Linked DNA regions of Drosophila melanogaster: region 1 is linked to region 2. A link is a contact called in public Hi-C data. All regions are on one chromosome and are shown on one strand. The core of a region is the stretch at or near the end of the contact, and the rest is flanking DNA. Distances in the headings are between cores, read along the strand shown.

Region 1 (6,808 bases), core at 3,193-5,692, 230 kb after region 2:
ATGATCTATAACCCTTATCTAGTTACCCCGAAACCACTGTGCCCGTGTTCTGATTTGCATGCACCACCACTTGGAAACTCACCTCTGCACCACCCTGCACCACATTCCCCGCCCCTCACACTCGCGACGCATTGTCTGGGGTCTTTTGGGTTGGATTTGGGTTTGGAATTTCGGTGGCTTGGTTTCTAGTTTGCTAGTTTGGTAGTTTGCTAGTTTGGCATTGCTGATGATGTGTATCTGAACGTCCGACGTATCTCTTCATCTAGTTGGAGTGCTTTGTGCGTGCTTTGTTGCTGCAGCGACAACATGCGTGAGTGACCCAGTTTCCCTTGACGCTCATCATTAAATTACATTACTCCGGCCCGTTTGGGATCCATCCACCCGCTGTTTGCTCTAATTCACATAGCCCTGCGTTTCATTCAGCGAATTTCGACCATATTGGGCGTTCTCTGAGGCAATGGTTGAAATGCTTTATTAATGGCTTTAGTATTGTATTACCTTCTGCAGTGCTGACATATGTATGCATGATAGAAGCAATAGTTATCCCTTTAAATTGATTTCATATTTATGTATGTTCGTTAAGATACTTTATGGTAAGTCAGCTATATATATTTCCATATGCAAATGATTGTTGTCAACCCAATCAAGTTCATTCACCCAAATCATAATAATCGATTCACGGGTCGCGAAAGGTAAACAAATGAGGTTGCCAAAGAAAGAAGCCTTTACAGTTTGGCTGAGAGTCGAAGGTGAAAAGGCAATCAATGTCGTCGCCCTAGAACTTTTCCTTGATATCCATTTCCTCCACCCCAATTTACCGTTTTTTTTTTTTTTTTACTACTTCGTCCTCGTCGATTGCGGGTAATAGAGCATTCAACCTGGTCCCAAAATCAGGTCGAGAGCAACAGGAGTTCCCCTTCACAAAGCCGTGGGCAAAAATTATTACATTAGCCGGCGCTTTTCCTTTTCACCGTGTTCGTCCTGCAAGGTAGTAAAAATTATGTGTAAAATGTCCTTGAAACCCCTTTTTTTATCTTTTGTTGTCTGTCTTCCTTTTCTCCGCATTGTTTGTTTTCCCTCGCTCATTTTCGCCTCGCTTTTGAATGAACAAGCGGATTCAATAAGGAGCCGCTTAAGCGCGCAATATTTTCTGGGACTGCGACGCAGTTGTAACTTCTTTCGGAAAAACTTTAAAGAGCATGGAAACTGGAAGTTACTCCTCTTATATTTTGAAGTACTTTTTCAAGAATTTGGATGCCTGCTTCTTTGGTTTCCTCATAAAATTAGCGCTTAACATGGAGTCAAATTTAAAAAAGGGAATATAGAAACAAAAACTGAGAACTTTGAGATCAAATATAACAAACAAACTTACTCATATGCACATATTCAAAAACATATCCATGTATATATATGTATGTTAACGCACACATGCGAATAAAATGTGCTGGCAATGCTACAAAAACAAATGATATCATCTTATCTGAAAACGCAACAACATTGATACGAAAATCGTGGCGGGGGGAGGGGGGATTTAAGGGGTTGTGGGTGTAATGGGGAGGGGGATTTCTAAGTGGGTGGGATGTGTAAGCATTTGCTTGTTTGACAGGCATTACAAACACAAACGCCAAGCCAAATGTCAAGCGTAAAATTTTTTTTTATGCTGCAATTCTTAGAAAAGTTCCTTCGATTTTAAAAATCACATTTTACGATACAAAATTTCGATTAAATTTGATTAAGTTCGCTTTATCATTAGAAACGAAAGTACAGGCTGATTTTATTAGCAAGTATTTCACTTGAGGCCTTTTCAGCTTCATGGCACCACTATCCATAACCCCAAAATGTAATATCTTCTGCACGGCATAAAAATGCAGTATACACACATAAAACTGTGTTTTTTTTGGCGGCTCCAAAGCAAAAGCGAAAAGCACAAACAAGCAAACATATTTATGTACAAAATACACAAGCAAACAAACAAATATAGCCGTGCAAGTGTACATAAATACATACAGGCGAATGTAATTGCCAAATAGTGTACATAGGCGAGCCTACGCACTCACGCACACAAACAAGCGAGGTAGAGAGAGAGAGAGAGACAGAGAGAGAGAGAGAGTGAGACAGCAAAAACAGCAAAAGCAGCGCAGCAGCAGCAAAAGCAAAAGCAACTTTGCAGCGACGTCAGTTTGAGTACATAACAAATAAATGCTAAAATTTCACGAAATACCAAAAAACGCACACCCAAAAATGCGCGCACACCAATGCAAACACCCACACAACCACACGCACGCGCCCCACACAAGCACACACACACAGACGTTGTGTGTATGTGCGTGTGTATACAAGGCATACGAACGCAAGCTGCAAAAGTGCGTTCGGAAACAGAATTTCGGGGCTGTGGTCGCAGGCCCAAAAAGTGGAGCATATAACGCACAGCCACCCACTTAATCCAGCCCCTTTCCACAACTCCCTCAAATGCACAGAAAATAAAAGAAACGAAATATCAATAAAAGTAATATTTTGATGCGCCTATTTTCTAAAGTTCAGATGAATTCTGAATGCACATGAATCGTATGATTGGTTTCTCGTTTAGAATCTATCCATTGTATATAATTATATATATTGTTACATTATTATTACTATATAATATAATAATATTATATTGCTTGTACTTCTAGTATTATTTAATTTATTACTTTTTCCTTTTCCACGTTTTTTTTTTTCAGTGCGCTAACAAAAGTTGTGTAGCTAAGCAAAAAGTTGAGTGACGAAGAGCAGGGGAAGACGTAGGTCCAAAAAGTGCGTGCAGTACTGCAAAAGCAAATGGAGAGCCAAAAAGAGAAGCACAGGGGTGGATTTAGGAGGTGGAGTGAGGTTTATTGGCGCTCGACCGAAAAATGCACTGCATTTTTCGTTATGGAAAGGGTTTGATCTAGTGGTATTTTTATAAAATAAAAATATATGAAATTAATTTAAAATGCATCGAAAAAGAATTATTAAGGAACGCGTTCCGGAATAATTCCACTTCCGACTGGGGAAGCAAAAGCAGCAGCAAAAGCAGGAGCTTTTGCCTTTGCTTATTGGATTTTCGACGCCGGCACTCCACGTGTTTCTTGAATCGCGTAAATTGTTCGTTTTCCCTTACCACACCCCGCCCCTTTACCGACAAGCTTTCATTGTCATTGTGTGTGCATAAAATGGCAGCAGAGAGAGAGAGAGAGAGAGAGAATGGGAAAACATGCGCCAAAAAAAAGCTTACCGCTCTCTCCTCTCTTTCGCTCACTGCAAAACGAATGCGCATTGTTATTGTTTTTGGCAAGGCTGCACTGAAAAAAAAATACTGTTGCTAACGAACTGTCAATGAATAGAAATAAGGTAATTGTTTGATTCAACTTTATCAACTCTTTTTCCACTAAAATTAAGTGGTTATTGTTTGATTGGCTAGGAATTTGATATTTTTGATGGGAATTGCATTCAAAAAAGGGACTCCTGACACTTGTGTGAATAGGGGAAGTTTTTGGGCTGAGAAATGAAAAGCATTTTGAGGGTTTTTGTTCCAATTTTGATGGTTTGATCGGAAAGTTCTCAAGGGATATGCAAATTATGCGAGAACTGAGTAGTTAGGTTATTATTGTTTTCTTCCTAGAAATCAAAGACCAATTGTAAGAATTTTCTAAAGAATTCCAAAGAATTCCACTAAAAAAATTTTATCCTTTACTTTTGTTTTCTGAGAGTGATCAAGATTTTAAAGAAACGTAATGCGTTCTTTTGCATTAAAGCTATGCAATTAACATTTTTCCCATATTCCCATCTTAACTCATTGTGCCGATCTTAAAGTGGTTTTCCATATAAATCGCCTCTTGCGAACCCTATTTCTATTGCATCTAATATTCAGAGACCACCTGGATGGAATCCCCCGCTGTTCGAATAGGTTAAGACCAAGTTAAGGTTTGCTTTTGCTATTTCGGGACGAGATTTCCCTAAACATTTTCCACTTGAGCGGAGCTCCTATAAATTACCTCATGTCCTTTGCCTTATGCAATTGCGCCTGCAAAAGAGAGAGTGAGAGAAAGAGTGAGAGACTCACCCCCGGATTATGAGGATATATGTAATTTTTATCCTGGGGCGGCAGTGCATACACACAGAAAAAGACATGCAAAAAGCAGTTGCAACGACCATTACTTCTACTCGCCTGAGTAAATTGTGTTCTAAAAATCATTAAAAAAAAATATGTAAACTATTTTCTGTTATACTTTAGACTATTTTCGGTTATCCTTTTTAAGAATCCTTGTTGGAGATGTCCAATCTGACAATTGCAAGTTGCTCGCCTGCATTCCAATTGGATTAAAAGCTCGCTCGCTCGCTCGCGCTCTCTTTCTCTCTCTCTCTACGGAGCACACCACTGCACGCTTGTTCGTTCGCCGCCTGTTGGAATCGAAATCGAATCGGCAGTCAAAAAGAAACTGCCGTGTTGAACGGACGTGTTGAAGTTTCGCGGTTGCTTGTTTCGGTGGTGCTCGCAGCAGCAGCAGCGTTTGTGCATTCGCATTCGCAGTCGCAAATTCGCATCGCCTCGTCGCTCGTCAGCCCTGGCAACTGCAGGCAACTCAAGTTTTACACGTAAATTAAGAAACGAGGAAGCACGGACAGAATCGAAACCGCTTGATAAAACAGTTATTCTCTACATTTCTGAACTGAAAGAACTGCAGCGGATGAAGTGCAAAAAGCGAAAAGTGCTAAAAGTTTGCGGCATTGAACACTTTTAATTATTATTTACGTTTTGTTTGTGTTTCGTCGAGCAAAGCAAATGCACAAACTAACTGTCCAGTGTGCATGTGTGTGGCAAGAGTGCGTGAGTGCGTCGTGAGTGTTGCAAAACGGCTGTTCGCCTAGTAATTCAAAGGTAATTTTGAGTGAATATTGATCATATTGAAGTGCATGTGGTATGTTTCAAAGCTCAAATAAAGTGACATAAAATCAAAAATGAACAATTATGCGTGTGTACTTGGTTTTCTCGCACACATGAAATTCTGGCCTATGTGTGTGTGTGTGTGACTTTGCAACTCGAATTTCAAACGGTACAAAACGCAGCATAAAAAATGAAGCGAATAGCAAAAGCAAACTGAGAAAAAGTGAAGTATAGACTTTTATGCATAACCAAAACGTCTGCATTTTTAATCAAGCAACAACAATAGAAAAATAAGCAAAAGCAAACTACAACAACAACAGCGAGGAGTACATGGAACAATAAACAACCCTCCCCGTTTTCCGCCTCCCCCTGAAAATAAACAAGGCGCAATACCAGTGAACTGAACCCCTTTTTTGCACTGTGTGTTTATGTGTGTGTGTGTGTGTGTGTGTGCTACGAAATAGCAATTAAGGGAGAATAGAGGAAAGTGCATGAAGTGCAGGAAAGAAGGCAAAATGCAATTAATCCCCAGGACACTTGTTCAAAAAAGCGAGAGAAAAGTGTAGAATAACGGTGAACAAGTGTTGAACAACTACAGAAATACACTACAAAATGTGAAAACTTCTTAAAAATAGTTTTGAAGTAAATGTTCTTAAAACAATTAGACAATTCACTGCTCAAATAAAAATGTTTCCCCTTCCCCAAAATTTCCAAGTCCCAATGCCATATAAAGTGTTTTTGAGTAGAATAAAAGACATTTGCCAGAAGCAAAGTGGGAATTACGGTCCCAAAATGGGAAAATGAAATATATTCTGCGATAATAAAATCATTAATCCAATTCCACTTACAAGAAATCGGGCTGATAAGAAACCAGAAATTCTGGGCACAAATGAAATGAAATTTATTCGGGTGAACTGTGACAAATTAATATAATATTAAAAAGAAAATGAATACTTAAAACATGTCACATTATCCCCGAATAGATTTGAGTTTCAATCAGCCAAATTCCACTTACACTTTTTAATAACAATTTTCTAACCGCTTTTGTATTTGCAGCCAAATGTCAATGTGAAAATGTCTCAACGAGCAAATTTTAGGAAAGTCAAGAAAAACATTCAACGACCTCAAAACCAGCGAATGCTACAAAATGCGAATCAAGAACATTTAACCATCTAAATATTCAAAATCAATTTAATTGAATCAAATAACGCGAAATTGCAACAAATCAACCTAAAAATGAACTGAAAACAAAAACATTTCGAAAAACAACGCAAAATTCTAAAATTGGCAACATAAGTTTTGGTCTTGAATTAAATACAACAAAAATAAATTAACAAAAAACGATTTTTGGCAACAAAACATCATACATAAAATATACACAAATTGTAATTATCTCAAAACGTCCACACGTGAAAATGATTTGCAACTAAGATGACAATCTAATAAAATCAATGTAAATTTTTAACGCAACAAAAGGAAAACCAAAACCGTCAGCAAAAACCAGCCCAAAATCAGTTGAAAAGCCGAGGGAAATCTTTTTAGAACAAACGCAGAAAACCGCAAAAATTTAAGCCACCAAATTGGTAAACTATTCAAAATTATTGGTTCGGACATACGCAATACTAAACACAGCAACACAACAACAACAACAACAACAGCAACAACAGCAGCCATAGCAACTACTACAGTGATCACTACAGTAAAAGCAACCGCAACAGAAGCAGCAGATAAAACGTGTGTGTTAGTTTGCATAAAAATTTCGTTTCGATAAAAGCAAAGCAAAATCATTTAACAAAATAAATAAAGAATAAAGTAAAAAAAAAAATTACCAATCGTAATACATGTATTTATAAAATATATACCTATACATATATCTATGCTTACGAATTATATCGGAGAATATTT
Region 2 (6,843 bases), core at 2,090-4,589:
CAGCAACGGCTTTAAACGCCAACTGGCATAACTGCAACATTTCGGATGCAAGTTTGCATTTTACGCGGCTGCCAGGCTTAATTTTCCTTTATTTTTAATATCGCAGCCGAGCAACGGCAACAAAATGTACATAAAACCCACGGCTATATCAAGTACGGCCAGCACCGAGATATACCCACATATACACACTGTTCACTGGACTGGACTGGCTGACAGGCTGGGTCTCCAGATCTCCAGGAAGCAAGAAATAACAAAAATCTTTGCGTAGGCAAAACTTGGCTCCGACTACCCAGCTGACCATGTCCAAGTCGCCTTTCAGCCATTCAAACTTCCAGACTTCCAGACCGATGTCTCTCTGGGCTCTGCGTTCTGGGTTCTGGCCGTCGTCGTAAGCCTGTTGTTTTAAATAATTAATTATTGTTTGGCTGGCAAATAGTCGACTGGAGATCGAATGCTCTTAGGAAAGGCGTACTGAAGCCACGGCTAGTTGCAATTAGAAGTAAATACTTTTCCCCAAGGAGTGGCTATGTGTTTTCTAAGGAATTCGATCCAAATTGATTTTTTTATTAGAAGTAAAACTACATATTACTGAAAACCTATCACTCCCGTCCTAGTCCGTATTTTCGAATATTCCTAGAAGTACGTCGCTATCCGCTAGACCTTTCGCCAGTCGACTTGCAACACCTCCACCCACATTGGCCCGACTTTCAATCACATTCCTGCCCCAAACTGTGTGCCAACGTATCGGTGCTAGCTATGGCATGGATACTATCCCATAAGACCCCTCATTATCTAGCCTGCAGCTGGGAGCAAATGGGAGATCTCGTTGAGTGCCGGGCGATTGGTAGGGCAATCATGTGATTGAACAAATAACATGCTACGGAGCTGCCACAGCACTTGACTTCATTTCTTTCGCCCGGGAAAGTAGGAAAACTAAGCCAGAGACCGCTACTTAGCCCAATTTTCGCATAATGCACATGAGAAAATTGCACAAGAGCCGAAAGGCTTTTGCCAGGCGGGCACCCAAAAAAAAAAAACACAAAAACACAAAAAATGCCAACATAAACGGCCAAGACAAAGGAAAGGATAGACTGCCACCCCCGGAGTCAAAACGAAAAAAAAAAAAAAAAAAACAGAAAGAAGTGCAGTCAGTCCAGTTAGCTGGAAAAACGCTCCCCAGAGTGGCATTAGAAGGTTGCCAAGGCTGTCAACCCTGCAACTTTGTGTTGAGGGCGATAATTTTTATGACCCCGACAGATTCTCAAGCCGACTGCGATTGACCCACCACCCAAAAGCTGGGCTGCTAACTGGATCTCGCTGGTCACACACCACCAGAAGTGAGGAACAAAATCCTGTCGTGTGCCGGTGCAGATAATTTTATACAATTTATTATATCAAACGGGCGACGTCGCGTGCAACACTTGCCACGTCACATCGGCCATTTCGGGATGGGGACACTGAGATACAGATACTTGGTGCTGCAACACACAGCCTCAGGTTGCGTGTTCAAGTGTTTACTGAAATCCGAATTCAAAAATCCCAATCCCAATCCGAATCCGAGTTGCGTGTGTCCATGGACGATATCAGTGGACTGGGCGTCGTTGGTTTGGCATTAAAAAGCGTTTAATAAGCATTAGATTACAACATTCTCAGCGTTGCAAGGGGTGTGACGACTTAAGCTCATTTAGATATATGTTTTATCGGCGGAGGTATAGAGCCATGAAATCGCCAAAGGGTCTAATTTAAAAGCGTTGCTTAACTCCCATTCCTTAAACCGCCAACCTCAAACCATTTCGCTTTAGTTTTCTTTTTGAACTTGCCATCTCGACCACAAAAGCCACAAACTCGATTCTTTGTTTGATTTTCCTGTAATCAGTTGCGAGATTGGAGCGGGAAACTACACTCGGTTGATTAGTCTTTCGAACTCATTACTCATTTATCTAAAGTTCGGTTTTGGTTTTGGTTAGTGATCTTTCCCGAGATCCTCCCTAAGGGGTTTACAATTTCTGTGTTTCGATTTACCCTCATCCAACTGAGTTTCCACATATGCATTTTTTTTTCACTTTTCTCGGGTTCGATGTGTAATACGATCTGTGTATTCTTTGGAAGTTGTATTTAGTTTTCCCAAATGTGATCCCTAAGTGGGTTCAGTGGGTTAGCATTTGTTTTTTGGTGTTCGTTATGTGGTGATAAGGAATAATGAGGAATTAGCAGCATTGTTCTTAAAAGTATCCATACTAATAGATACTTCTTAACCTTCCCTAACCTGCAGAGAACTTCTGAGAGATCTCTGGAATTACGATACCGATTGCAATGCCCTGCCAAAGCCCAAACATCCAGCTATGCCCATCCAAAAGTCGCCCCATTATGTGCATCTCTAATGAGAATCGGGAGAGAGAGGCATGAATAATGGGTCTATGGGCAGAGTCGATGTCGCGTTGTCTATAAAGCGGCCTTAAAATCCATTAGCGAACGTTGCAGGCATAAATAAACCGCAGTGCCTTAATTTCACTTTGTTGTTCGGTCGGGCCGCGTGTGTTGCAACCAAAAATAGCCAAAAGACGGAGTCGACCAACAAAAAAACGTAAATGGAAACAAATGACGCTAATAAATAAATGGGGAGTGCAGCGACATGAGGAGGCAACTCATATGCGGCCGCGAAGGATTTTCCCTGGCTCTGGGAGGAAATAGTTTGTCATAATGCCCTTCAAACTAAAACAGAGATCCCACAATGCAACCCTGCGAATGCAACTCTGGAGATGGACGCATCTTGCATCTGTTGACACTTACCCTTGAGCGCTCCGACTTGAGTTAATCCGTTTAATCCCGCGAGGAGCAGCAGCAGTGGGAATACTGCGCGTCGACTCCGATCGACTGGCATTATTTTTAGCCGCTCCCCATGAAAATCTCGATTGTTTCTGTGTCGGCGTTTGATCTCGCTGGCAGTTTTATTTTTGATTTTGCTTTTGATTTTAATTTGAATTTCGCTTTCGTTGGTTAAACACTGAGGTTGCAACCGCAGCGGCATTCCACGCATCTCGCACAAATGCATTTTGTCAAGTATTCTCGTTTCGCCTCCTTAATTGCACACCATTTAAAATAGATTTGCACTCATTTCTCGATACGCGCAATCTTTCGGATCTTCTGTTTTGGCACACACAGTATTTCTGTTCCTCCGAGTTAGTTATTCGCTAGCATCTGAATCCATGGCGGCGCCACTAAGTCCGTTTCCCGGAACGACGACGCGCGTAACCCGACGAATCGAACGGATACGGATATATGGACTGTATCTGCATCCGCAGCACATGCGAACCGGCTGACAATCGAAATGCGACTGAGGAACGAATTCTCGTTTCGCCTCGGAGCCGCCACCCGAAGTCCACTTCGGCTACTGCTTCGTGTCTGTGTATCCGAGTACCATCTAGTATCTGTATCGCTTCGTGCGCTGTTCCGCGTTCCAGTTCGTCCCGCTTGTTGCATGCTGTGGAACGCGTTGGAACTTTGTTTACTTTTACTGCAAGACGGTTTGTTTTGTTCCGTCTTCACTCGTTTCGATCCACGTGCCCTAGGTTTATCGTCGAGTCGTGCAACATTTCGGGTGGTGGTGCATCATCATGTTGCTATTGAGTGGATGTGAATTGTTGGAATATGTATCTGACTTCCAGGACTAGATGGGGATTTCTTTGCAGCACAACACATAGTCATGTATTTATTGGCTTTTTTTATGAATAATCTGCATCATTTGCTAATACAAAAAAATCTACATTCAAACGGACTTTAACACCATGCCACATCCATTTCCAAGTCCAACTTGTTTATCTCCAGCTCTTTTCCATTTTTATTCGATCATTCAAGCTCTTTTTCACGTTGTCAAGCCAACAAATTGCCAACCTTTGTGCCGCTCAGCCTCAATAGTTTCCATCCGAATCCGAAAACATTTCGAGCTCGGATAATCCCTACTTGTTGCGCTTTATTGCCCTCCAGCTCCACCGTGTCCGCTCAACCCTTCGCCGGCGCAGAGAGTCGAAAGAGCCCCTCCAAAGGGGCGACCATTTCATATCTAATCTGCTCGAGTGCCCCACTCACTCTCCAGCTGTTAGCTCATCTATTTCCAAACTGCAATAAAGCCAGACACAGTTCTAGACGATCCGTTTCACAATGCGATGAATAGAAATCAAAGTGGAGACCCGTTCTTGGACACTGTCCCAATATCTAGACGCCTCTGCGCGCTAATGAATTTCGAAATCAATTGAATGGCCAGCTAGACGATATTGTATTAATTTATCAAAGTGCATATCCGAAAGGGCTTTCCTCTATAAATCGCTGCCTAATTTCCCAGCGTTTGTTAAATAATCAATAACTTTTCCTCCAGGTAGAGTTCTTCGGACGAGTGTGAAGTCAGTTCATTAATGCCGGTGCTCAGAAAATACAGATACAGATACATTCGACGGGCAGAGAAGTGTAAAATAAAGGTGTGTATCTTTCCTATAAAGGAACTATGCGTGCATTTAGGAGCGGGCAGGTGTGGATTCCCTTTCCCCCTCCACTTCCCCTTTTCAGAGTGCAACACAATGTGCATTGTCTCTGCGAGAAAGAAAGGTCAAAGTGCGTACGGCGTATGTGAGTTTGTTGCCTTCTCAAGTCCCTCGTTTCTTCGATTCTCCGATCCCGACTCTCGAATCCCGATTCCCACTGCCGCTCACCTTTTATAGAGGCGAAGAATCCAGGTAGAGGAAAGAGAGAATTCGTGGCAGGTAAACCATATTTCAAATGCTGATAATTGGCCAATTTACAGCCAGGGCGAGTTGCTCTGCTTGAAAGGCGAGATATCTGAGCCCGGTTGCCACGCTTCATTAGCACTCAAGTGAAGTTGGGCAACGCTGCAAGTATATACGATAATATATAATATATAGATACCTTATGTCCTTTACCTTACCAAAGTAAATCCAATGTGCTAACTATCCGATGGATTCAAGCATGGATTTTTGATCTATGCCCGCAACACCCAAAATATTTACTCCTTAAGCTGGCCCGATTAAACCTGCCAACCCATGACCTTACCAAAACAGAGGGCCAAGAAGTTTGGCAACACTGGACTGCACTCTGAGTTATCTAGGCTGAAATGTTGACACTGCCTTTGTCATGTTTGGGCCTCTCGCCCTCTCTTTCCAACCGGCTCGTCCCTCTCTGTCACACAGTCTACTGACTGACTGTTTGTCTGTCATGTCGGTTGGTTTAAGCCTTGTTAATGGCATGTAAGTTGCGTCTCAATTGCGGATTTGCGAGCTTCCAAACGAAATGAAATGACATTTTGATTGTCAAGCCAAAGCTGAAAAAGATGAGAGGAAGGCGAAACTCACGAAACTTATAAATGCACTTTAATGTACGTGTTTAAGTTTATTGGAAGGATGCGCTGCCTTCTTTTCATTTCTCGGGCCATTTGTGCGCTCAAAAGTAAACAAATTACGTATACGTGCACACTCAAGATAATTGAAATTAGCGACTGTGACAGCATGATTACCTTCCCCAACATCTCCAGGGATCCGCCCATCCACAAATCCCGTGGACAAACAACACACGAGCGAGGATGAGGATGCGGGGACTCAGATACGAAATACGTCCGAAAGATACAGATACACACGCACCACGTATCCGAAGACGCCGAACGCCCACTCGAGTGCCAAACCCCTATTGAGTGGGTTTTTTGGACAGGCCACGAGTGTGGATGCTTCTGCCTTCCCATTTCCCATGCTATACACTCGAAAAAATTACACATGTCGAACAGAAATGTCCAATCATTTACTCAATAAGAATCACCAGAACTAAGGAATATTCGATTCCAAAATGGCTGTCAGTTTTTTATAACATTGGGACCTGCTGTAAAAGTATCGTGATCTATTTTTTGTTTTGCTCAGTGTACCAATACGATTGAGCCTCCCCGAAAACAGAAAACTGAAAGCCCAACCCAGAACGCATTGAGATTGCGTCTGAAGTTTGTACAATTGCTGGATATATGATAATGAGCAGGAAATGAGTTGAGTGTGAAATTTATGGGCAGGAGTGCTGTTCTATGATTTCCACAATGACTTATGATCGTAATTAAAAACTTTTCCGAGAGTGTCAATAAAATATTACGCCTTTTAGGAGGTGGCTTGTGGGCAGGGTAAGTCCATGCCTTTAACACATCATCTATCACAAACACACTCTCTAATCCCGATGGTCCCAAAAATATTCGTGAAAATGCAGCAGCTTCCACATAAAATGGTAATCCCATTAGCATAAACTAAATGCAACAAATGAAATTAAAAGTCAATAAAAGTTTAACTAGCTCGAACAATAAAAATCAGCGACTGTATTCTGTTGGCTGTAAAATAAATCAAATGACAAAAAAACACAAATGTTTGCAAAATAATAACTTTTGAGTAAATTATAGGGATTTGGCGAGCATAATTTTTATTTTTTATATTTAATTACCAAATTGAACAAGTAAATTCGGCGTATTGTATTGTATTATATTTCATCGGTAGCAACTGAAAATAAATAATTTTAATGGGCTGTATTTAGTATATCGACTTGCTTTCATTAAGTTAGTAGTATAATTTTATTTTATACTTTGAAATAATTAAACCAACAAACTTCCAAATAAACGACCCCGACTACCCTATATTATACGTAATTAGAGCACATTTATTTGCAAATGCTTTGTTGAATTTGCATTCGCTTTAATTTTCGTTCGAAATGAATTAGGATTTCGATGTGCAGGCGGTGATAGCTGCTTATTAACATTTGTTGCTTTTATGGCTTTTAATTAATATTTTCAGTAGTTTGCCGCCGAAAAGACCA

What was found. Hi-C and Micro-C count contacts between places; a contact is called where the count stands out from the background.
Region 1: a Hi-C map of the Kc167 cell line shows a contact between it and region 2, with 2.8 times the contacts expected there. A contact is called at or near these places in 3 of 107 Hi-C or Micro-C datasets (the Kc167 cell line, the S2 cell line and wing imaginal disc).

The regions. Positions count from the first base shown.
Region 1 is chr2L:1,646,816-1,653,623 of dm6, forward strand. chinmo (Chronologically inappropriate morphogenesis) reads left to right here and starts at 4,443. Exons shown (of 7, transcript NM_001258910.2): 1 at 4,443-4,897; 2 at 5,960-6,808. lncRNA:CR45695 (long non-coding RNA:CR45695) reads right to left here and starts at 348. Exons shown (of 1, transcript NR_124022.1): 1 at 117-348.
Region 2 is chr2L:1,417,114-1,423,956 of dm6, forward strand. It overlaps robo2 (roundabout 2), which reads right to left and starts at 3,340. Exons shown (of 14, transcript NM_080531.4): 1 at 2,791-3,340. The coding sequence starts at 3,052.